2 separate regions of the Pan troglodytes genome follow, and region 1 is linked to region 2. A link is a contact called in public Hi-C data. All regions are on one chromosome and are shown on one strand. Each heading gives the region's core, a stretch centred on a gene start, on an enhancer-like site or on the middle of the called end of the contact. The rest is flanking DNA. Distances are from core to core; before and after follow the strand shown.

Region 1 (5,082 bases), core at 434-2,933, 200 kb before region 2:
CCTCAAAGGAAAGCTGCACTGTTAACACTGAAGGAGGGCTGGGTGATTTCTGAACATCCGCATTAAAGAAATATGCTCTCCAAACCTAGTAATTCCTGAGGAGGCCACACCTTCTAACCTTCTCGTAATCCACTAATCAAATCGGGAGCAATCTAAAAACTGCTACCAGCCAAAGTAAAATGACAGGTATGTCATCCTCAAACAATCCAAAACCGGGTCGGGGAGCCCAGACGGCTAGCCGGGGCCCAGGCTGCCCCCCGGGCGCTCCTGGAAGGGCGACTCTAAGGAAACACACCTCCCGCGCGAGCCTCTTCCTTCCTAGAGTGACGGGGGAAGGGGACACCAGGGGCAGAAACACACGCAAACCCCACTTCAAATCCTGCCCCACCGCTTCTTCCAAAACAGCCGCGCCACTGCTGAGCCCGCAGGCGATTCGGGGGCGCCGGGAGAAGAGAGCGAAGGGCGGAAAGCGAACTTGGGCGTTACTCCGGGCGTCTCCCTCCCCCAGCGGAACCTGGGCGCGCCGTTTCCTCACGGACGCGAGATTTTCCCTCCAGATCGCCACCCCAGCCCGCCTGGGGCCGCCCTCGCCCACCGTCCCCTCAGCCAGCCAGGGCCCGGCCCAGGCCTCGCCGCCGCCCGCCCTCCCCGGCCGCTCCCCGCGGAGTGCCAGGCCACCGCGAGGCCGGGCCACTCACATCCGTCTGCGTCCTCCTGCAGGTCCTCCTGAAGCAGCGAGAGGTCTGCGCCGAGGGGAGAGAAGAAAGGCCCGGTCAGCGCCCCGGGGCCCGGCGCGACGCCCCCCCCGCCCGCCCCCCCCGCCCCGGGGGCGCCTTCCCGCGCCGGGACCCCACGCCGGCCCCGGCCCGGCAGCCACTCAGGGCTGCGGCGGAGGGCGGGTGGGCTCGAGGAGCCGCCGCCGCCCGGAGAACAGGGGGCCACGTACCCGCCATCTTGTGGTCGCCCCCTCCTCCGCGGCCGCCCGGGGATCCGGGGCTACATGGAGCGGCGCGAGCCGGGGAGCCGGTGGACGCGCGCGGGAGGGGCGGCGGGGAGGAGGAGGGCCGGGCTGGCGGGGGCGCGCGCGCGGGGCGGGCCGAGGGCCCGGGCCTGCCGCGGGCGGCGCGGCTCCCGGCCGCCCGGGCCCCCGGCCGCGCCCCGCCCCGCCTGCCCCTCCGCGCGGCTCCCGGGCGACCGGCGCTCCCGCCTCCCGCCTTTCCCGCTCCTTGCCGGGCCCCGGCCCGGCGACGCGCGCTCACACCCTCCTCCCGAGCCGCCCTCACGCCGAGCGCTGCGGACGGGGGCGCGCAACCTGCCGCCGGCCGGGACCCTGCGGCGAGTGCCGGAACCCGGCCGGGCGGGGCCTCCCGCGGCCCGGCCGCTTTATTGGGTCACCGGCCTCGCCCACCGCCCTGCCAGCCGCAGCCATCTCAGCGGGCGCGCCGCTCGCAGCCAGCGCCCCATCCCCAGGCCTGCACGTACGTCGTCGGCGATCCGGGGCCGGGGGCGGCTCCGAGGTCGTCGGGGCCGGGGTCCCACCTCCTCTTGGAGGAAGCGCCGCCTTCCCACCCGCCCGGGGCCCTCGCCAAGTGGCTGCTAACAAAGCCCAGGGCCCGGCTGCGGGATGGTTGACTGACAAAGTCATGCCTGCCTAGCCAGCTTCCTCGTGCAGCACGGTGAAGGCTGGGGCGCCGGGTTTTTACTCCCACGTCCTGCCAACTCGAGCTGACAAGGCGGGCAATCCACCAGCGGGAGCGTTGGCAGGCCCGGGGTCAGATCCTGATTCAGCCAGTTAATTGGTAGGAGTGGGGCCCATTTGTAGAATGAAGGTGATAACTGCTTCGTGGGGTTATTGGCATTAAATGAAGAATGTAGGGAACCTAGCATGGTTCTTGATGTCTAGGAGGTGCTCGGTGAAGGGTGCCTATGATTCGCTTTGTCTTCTAAATACTTTTGGCAGCACTTGAGGTGTTAAAGTCTGTATCCCAGACTTTATTTGTCTTGTTGTTTTACGTGACTTAAGCGATTAGCTCAAACGCCCAAGTACAAAATGGGGCTAAACCCAGGTTTTCCGACACGGTTCTACCTCCATGGCTCTATCTCCAGCTCCACCCAAGGCCTCCAAAATGGTGGTCTCCTAAAGTGACCAACAAAACACCAAGCTGTGTCATGGTGCCACTTTGGCGATGTGGTCTCTTAGGAGAGGGAATTCTAAGTAGTTAATTAGCTTGTTCCTTTCTACGTTGTAGTCTTGACCAAGGACAATGTGTTGGCATTTAATGCCACTGAAGATTTAAGAGACTAAGGAATCAGATCCTCTGAGATTCCTAAATCTGTGTAATAAAATGGGTTCTACACATAGCTATTCCAAAAAAATCAGTCAGATATTACTAACAAGATAGACAGATTATAATCTGTATGAAATTTCTAGGAGTAATAAAAATCAGAATAGACCCCGTAACCCCGAGTATGTGTCTAATTTTCTCAACTATAAAATAATTAAAACTAAAGGCCTTTCTCTTCCTCCCTTGGTGAATGCCCTTATGTGAATTCAGCTGACACACTCAGAATGACAAAGGAGTTAGAAATTCACATCAACAGCAATTGGTCCCAACTGACTCAAACCATGAGACTTCTGCCCTGCTAAGATACCTTGTCAGTATCTACCACTTTAGCAATTCTGGGTAAATGGGGGAAGAAAGAGCCAAATCAGCTCTTTTTTTTTTTTTTTCATTAAAAAGCAAATTTTTTTTAGAGCCAGAGTCTTGCCTTACGTAGCCCAGGCTGGAGTGCAGTGGCACAATCATGACTCACTGTAACCTCGAACTCCTGGCCTCAAGAGATCCTCCCATCTCAGCCTCCCAAGTAACTGGAACTAAAGGCACAGGCCACTCCACCTGGCCAATTTATTTTTAAAATTTTTTAGGGACGTGGTTCTACTGTGTTGCCCAGGTGGGTCTTGAACTCCTGCCCTCAAGCAATCCTCTGGCCTTGGTCTCCCAAAGCGCCAGGATTACAGGTGTGAGCCACCAAACCCGGCCCAAATCAGCTCTTTATTCTAACTGGTGGTCTCACCGCAACAACACAAAATCTACAGCGTGCCAACTGTGCTTCAGCCGCTGGATGCACTAAGACAAAACTGTCTTGATCTACACAGTTGAGTTAGACTTAACAGTTCTCAGTAATCATGATAAAATAGGGACTATGTACCAAATGCTAGCCTAGGATATGGAACAACTAATTCTGCCTTTGGTAGCTAGGCCTCAGTAAGTTTTATCTCAGTATTCTGTGGGAAGGGCAGCAAAGGAGGAGGATCTGTATCATTTTTCTGTATTCAAGAGCTATGCATTTGATTATCATCTTAGCTGAATTACACATTGCAAGAAGTGCCTTTAAGCAATATGGTTTTTAGATATTTCAGTGACGGTATCATTCATGGTTCAGCACAAGTATGTGTTTTTTACATTTCACTTTCTCTCACTCTCCTTTCTGAAAGAAAGGAGTTTTTAAACCAGTGTTTACAAACTGCACTCTGTCCCCTTCTTCTAAGAAATAATATTTAAACAAATAATAGCAATCATTATTCTACATACCTTTAACCCAGCTTCACTTACAATGCAGCTCATGGATGGCAGAGCTGTGTGTTGTCCGTGGTCAGACACACAGGAAGTCTGAATTGTTATCCTGCTCTGCCACTGAAATGTGTAAAATATAGGGGGAGTGTTCCAAGTCATTTTTCTAAAAGCATCATCCAACTATGTAAGTACTAAGGCCTGCATTTTTAAGAATAAGTCCTCTTCCAAATGATAATGAAAGGGTTTTTGTTTGTTTGTTTTTGAGACAGGCTCTTGCTCTGTCACCCAGGCTGGAGTGCAGTGGTGCAGTCTCAGCTCACTGCAACCTCCACCTCCTAGGCTCTGGCAGTCCTCCCACCTTAGCCCCCTAAGTAGTTGGGACTACAGGTGGGTGCCACCACACCCAGCTAATTTTGGTATTTTTTCGTAGAGACGGGGTTTTGCCATGTTGCCCAGGCTGATCTCAAACTCCTGGGCTCAGGTGATCTGCCCGCCTTGGCCTCCCAAAGTGCTGGGGTTATAGGCATGAGCCACTGTGCGTGGCCACAGTGACAATTTTTCTTAGCAGCCAATGAGCCTTGGAAATTAATGTGTCTGGCTTTTCAACCACAAACAAACATAAAAAAAAACATGGCGAAAACATTGCTAATAAACAAAACCCACCTGATGTTGCTTGCCACTATCATGTTTGTTAATTTTTGTATCGGTGATTGAACCATTCACTTTTTTCTTCAGAATTATCATTCCTGAAACTGAAAGTATATAAAGACAGCCCTATTATTTATTGTTTTAAATGATGAAAAGAGAAACAGTCTGAAAAATGGAGAAATACTTACATGATTAAAAATGATTTTTAAACAAATATTTATTTGCTTTTTTAAAATGAAATTTGCGTGTCATCTTTGCGCAGGGGCCATGCTAATCTTCTCTGTATCAGTCTAATTTTAGTGTATGTGCTGCTGAAGTGAGCACGTTAAACAAATTTTTACCATTCATTTCATTCATCTTTTTTGAAGCCAGATTGACAAAATGTCCCTCATAGACTCATTTTCAAATAAGAAGAACAATTTTTAGGCCATGTGTGGTGGCTCACGCCTGTAATCCCAGCACTTTGGGTGGCTGAGGTGGGCAGATCACCTGGGGTTGGGAGTTCGAGACCAGCCTGGCTAACATGACGAAACCCTGTCTCTACTAAAAATACAAAAAATTAGCTGGGCATGGTGGCACATGCCTGTAATCCCAGCTACTAGGGAGGCTGAGGCAGGAGAATCACTTGAACCTGGGAGGCAGAGGTTGCAGTGAGCCGAGATCATGCCACTGCACTCCAGTCTGGGACACAGAGTGAGACTCTGTCTCAAAAAAAAAAAAAAAAAAGGAACAATTTAAAAAAACTAATTGCCAGTCTCTTACCTAAAGCCTCCTATACATTTCTATACATTGTATAAAGGTAAGGACAGACGCAGTGGCTCACGCCTGTAATCCCACCACTTTGGGAGGCTGAGGCGGG
Region 2 (4,677 bases), core at 1,318-3,817:
CTTGCAGTGAGCCGAGATGGCGCCACTGCACTCCAGCCTGGGCAACACAGAGAGACTCCGTCTCAAAAAAAAAAAAAAAAAAAAAAAAAAGAGCTGTGTGTCTTTGGGCAATTCACTTAACCATGCTGAGCCTCAGTTTTCTCATCTGAGTAACAGGAACAACTCTGTCTTCTCTCCCTGGTTTCACAGGGTTATTGACTTTTATTACATGCATTCAGTCATTAAATATTTGTCGAGTCCTTGCTATGGTCCAGATAGGGATTCAGGGAAGGGTTCTCAGGGAGGGTGGCAGTTGATTAAAGGTGTGACAGAAGTGAGGGAGGGGCCTTGAGGATGCTGGTGGAGGAGGGTCCAGGCTGCTAGAAGGCGTCAGGGAAGGTGCGGAGGCTCGGTGGGCCTGCCTCTGTGTTTAGGGAGCAGCGAGAAGGCCGGGGCTGGAGACAAGCAGGGGAGGGGCCCGAGAAGGGACCAGGGCCCACCCAAGATGCCACAGAATGGAGCTTGGCTTTTATACTAAATTTGAAGGATTCTGAACAGGGAAGTGAAACAATTGGATTTATATAGGAAGAAATCAATCACTCTGATGTTCAGTTAACATAAGATGATGTCAAGTATTTGCTTCAAAAGACTCCAGGGGTAGGAATGGAGCGGGAGGTGAGACGAGGTAGAAAGGAAGCCAGTGGTCCATGTGTTAGTGGTGATCTTGAAGTCAGGGGATGAGAAGATGGAAGTCCATTATTCTAGTCTCTCTTCTTGTGGATATGCTTGAAAATTTCCACAGTGAAAGTTAAAAATAAATACATTCTGTGGTCAGTGTAAATAAATATCATAATCCAGCACTTCAAAACAGGATCTCTCTGGTGGCTGTGTGGCCAGTTTGGAGCTCACTGGATATCTGAAGGCTCTTGTGGAAACTTTGGACTTCCAGTCAAGGCAAGACGAACTTTGCTCGGACAGGAGGGAGGTGCGGCTGCGTGAGAGCTGGGGCTGGGTCTGAAGGCCGTGCTGGCTAGCCTGGGTTGGCACACAGCAAAGTGCAGAGTCTGGGGCTCTAGGCACATTGGGGTAAATGACACCGTATGTTTTTGAGTGCATCTGGTGTGATGGGGCCTGTTCGGAGGCCTCCTCAGGGCTGTGCAGCGAAGATACTGTCCCACACATTGGGGTCTTGTCTTGAACATGGTACGCTTACTGTGGCCCTGAGGCTAAGGATGGGAGAGACCAAACCAACCTGGGCAGATCGGAGAGAGGGCAAGATGAGACTAACTTTCTATGATCGTCGTGGCCATCCTGGCTTTCCCCGCAAATGCATAGCACGGTGGCTGTGTATGATGTGAATAGACATACCTAGGAGTGGGGTGGGGCATAGTTCTGGAGTTTTAGGAAACTCCACTTGTTTGCCAACATGCAGGTATATGAGCTGACGTTCACTGCCCTTGGACAATTTCATGGGTGGGAAAAAATGCATTTCTACAGCATCTTAAATCATTGATTTCTTTTTTATACATTATTCTAGGGATTGGAATATTCCAGTTCATTACATTGTCTTTTAAAAAAACACTAATCCAGCGGGGTGCAGTGGCTCATGCCTTTAATTCCAGCACTTTGGGAGGCCAAGGCAAAAAGATCACTTGAGCCTCGGAGTTTTCAAACCAGCCTGGGCAACATAGCGTGAACTTGTCTCTATAAAAACTTAAAAAAAAAAATTAACTGGATATGGTGGCACACACCTGTAGTCCCAGGTACCTGGGAGGCTGAGATGAGAGGATTACTTGAGCCCAGGAGGTTGAGGCTGCAGTGAGCCGTGGTGGCACCACTGTACTCCATCCTGGACGACAGAGCGAGACCCTGTCCCAGTCAATCAATAAAAGTAATCCATGCCTTCCTCCCAACATCGTTTTTGTGGAAAGATGTTTGGATTTGTGTTGTGTCATTTTCTGCTAAATGAGGCTTGCAGCACATTTGTCAGAAAGGAGTCAGGTGCTCATCAGGTCTCTTCTAAAACCCAGCTTCCTCCTGGTACTGTTGCTTCCTCCTGGTACTGTTGCTTCAACCCTTGGATCCCTGAATGCTGAGAAAGCTTTTTGGCTCTAACAACACATTCAAAGAAAAATGAAAGAAAAGGAAAAAAAGAAAAAGACACCCCCTGTCATTGCAGAAGTAATGTATTATGATATAATAGAAAGGTTTTTTGAATAATTCAGAAACAGCAAAGCAAGTGGTGGTTTGTCTGTACTGCCATTATTCAGAGAGAACATCTTAACAGTTCGATGTATTGTCTCCCAGTCCCGTTTCATTCAACTCTGCATACACTCGGGTTTTAGGACATCTGAGTAGGCATATTAACTAGGCCTCTGCTTTTCTGTGGAGAGAGAGGGTCTATGTAAAAGTCGGAAGCATTCTTCTGAATGGCACAGAAAGAACATTCAGTAATGTGTTTTTCCATTCAACTTTTGCCAGCTGAGAATGTTGAGAATTTCAGGAATTTTCTTCTACCCCTTCTCTCTTTGTTTGAATCCCAGTGGACCTTGGGCTCTTTTTGGCATCTGCCCTTGACTCTCCCTTATGGTGGCCTTGCACCTGACCTGCCACAGAGCAGCATAGGCGCCCAGGCCGAGCCTGAGCGACTCAACAGGGACAGAGCGTCCTCTGGAAATCATAATACAAAGCCCATCACTCCGAGTTCCTGGACCTGATGCCAGAGCATTCTGGCTTGGATAATTCTCATCTGGGAGGCAGAGCCCAGCTGGAGCTGTGCTTGTTGGGAAACTTCATGTATTTTCCACCACTGCTCATTCCCAACTTGCAGGATTTTGCTGCTGTAGAATTTACGATGCCACAAACCTGCATTTAAGGAATGTTGCCTGAGGCAGAGTAGGTGGTCTAAAGGGTTAGGAGATTTCCTGGAATAAGACTTTCCACTGTGCTGCTGAGGTGTGTGTGTGTGTGTGCACGCGTGGGTGTGCGAGCACATAAGGCAGTACAGGATGGGAAAACAAGTGTAGTACACACTACAGGGAAGGCGAGAGCCTCCATCCTGAGCCTGTTTTTACCTTGGCCGTGAGCTCTGGAGGGTTGTCACAGAGCTGGAAAAACCTCAGCTTTGTCTCTGACCCCACCCACTGCACCAGTTTCACAAAATAAGAAAAGTAGGATAGAGCCAAGCCAAGCCTCAGGACTCTCTTTGAGTCCAGTTCTCTTCACTTCCCCAAAGGTGATTCTCGATCACGCTAGGTCCCTAGATGTTAATAAATACTACTTGAAAAAAAGATTTTAAAAATGAATGGGAATTCTGAACTAAAACCAAAATAAATAGGTTTCTTTACTGTAGAAAATTTTCAGAGCCTTTAATGCACTAATTATGCTTTGTAAACCTCCAGGGAAGCATTATTATATGTGGTGTTTCTCAAACTTATTTGGCCAGGAAACCTTTTTTCCTGGCCACCTCCACGTGGCCTGGTGTTCTGCAGAAGACCCTCAGGAAAATACCACACTAGGCTGTCTTGCCTCATGTGCCATTTAATATTTTACAAACACCTAAGTCTAATTGCTGCTGGATATTCCATCATATGGCTAAGCCAAAATTTATGTGTCCATTCTTTAATTGTTAGACATTGAGATTGCTTACAGTTTTTCAGCATCATTGATAAATCTCAAATGAATTCTGGTTACTTTGTAACCATCTCTGATTATTCCCTTAAGAGGTGGAATTGTCAAATCAAAGTATCTGAACATTTGCAAGATTCTTCAAACACATTGTCCAGCTGCTTTCCAGAAAGGTCATGCTCGTTTATTTTCTACCAGCTGCGGGCAGGGTTAATGTCCATCTGCGAAAGCTGAGCAGCCGGAGAAGCTCCAAGAGCCTGAAGAAGGCCGTTCCCGTCTCCCCTGCCACAGGGACCTCCAGCAATTAGAAAACAAATAATCACACACACTAAGGACATAAACAGCTATTTCTTTTGAGGAGACACACTGGGTTTTCACAGTTCCCTGTGCCGTTTCTAAATAATTGAATGACATCTGAAAAATTTCTCAACATTTTAATTTGGTCTTCTAGATGTTTTGCTGGGTAGTCAGGGAAGAAGGGATTTTGAATTGGCATCTGTTGTGCTAATTTTCAAATAACCTTTCAAGGTAAGATGTAAAAATAAAGCTTTATCAGCCTCTTGTGACTGTGAACTTTATTTCCAGAAGAATCTTTTTATGTGAGCATTCCATCAGTCTTATTTCTGACCCCACAGGAATTGAATTATGTCATGTTGAGGACTGAGGCTGATTGTGGTGCTTTTGTTTTCTATTTGTAAGGGGGAAAAGCATAAACATTGTAGACTAGAAGTGATTTATCTTTTTGTCCTCCACCAAGATCACCCTTTGGTCAATGCATTATTGGGTTTTGGAACTGAGACGTGAACTTCTAACTCATTAAAACCCTCAAGTCCCCAGCAATAAAGTCATTTAAGTGGCTTCACCAACAGAGATTTATTTCAAAGCGATTCCATTTGGAGGAAGGAAAGAATGCGTAATGCATTATATACCAAGATCTCTTCAATAATTCATGAGACCTCCATGCCAGTGACCGTTTTAGATTCAGTTCATGGTGTTTTAGCCTAAAATGAACTCTCTCTGTCTTAGAAGACACCCGCAGTTTGCTCCTCTTTGAGCTTGAGTCCATGAATA

What was found. Hi-C and Micro-C count contacts between places; a contact is called where the count stands out from the background.
Region 1: a contact with region 2 is called in a Hi-C map of stem cell-derived neural progenitor cells, with 2.2 times the contacts expected there. The contact joins the promoter of PPP4R1 here to the enhancer-like site in region 2. A contact is called at or near these places in 1 of 7 Hi-C or Micro-C datasets (stem cell-derived neural progenitor cells) and 1 of 1 datasets of contacts at active chromatin or transcription factors (stem cell-derived excitatory neurons).

The regions. Positions count from the first base shown.
Region 1 is chr17:21,281,104-21,286,185 of NHGRI_mPanTro3-v2.0_pri, reverse strand. It overlaps PPP4R1 (protein phosphatase 4 regulatory subunit 1), which reads right to left and starts at 1,683. Exons shown (of 20, transcript XM_009433642.4): 1 at 1,483-1,683; 2 at 699-743. The coding sequence starts at 1,645. It overlaps LOC104003075 (a long non-coding RNA gene), which reads left to right and starts at 1,714. Exons shown (of 3, transcript XR_002940493.3): 1 at 1,714-1,799; 2 at 3,622-3,759. It also overlaps the pseudogene LOC112206347.
Region 2 is chr17:21,086,886-21,091,562 of NHGRI_mPanTro3-v2.0_pri, reverse strand. The region is part of intron 3 of RAB31 (RAB31, member RAS oncogene family); the gene reads left to right. Among named protein-coding and RNA genes, the nearest start is that of TXNDC2, 77 kb to the right of the region's middle. Within about 2 kb of position 2,567, at least 12 of the 24 cell types and tissues checked have an H3K27ac peak or open chromatin away from gene starts, as enhancers often do. A contact at or near this core is called in stem cell-derived neural progenitor cells, where this site is marked.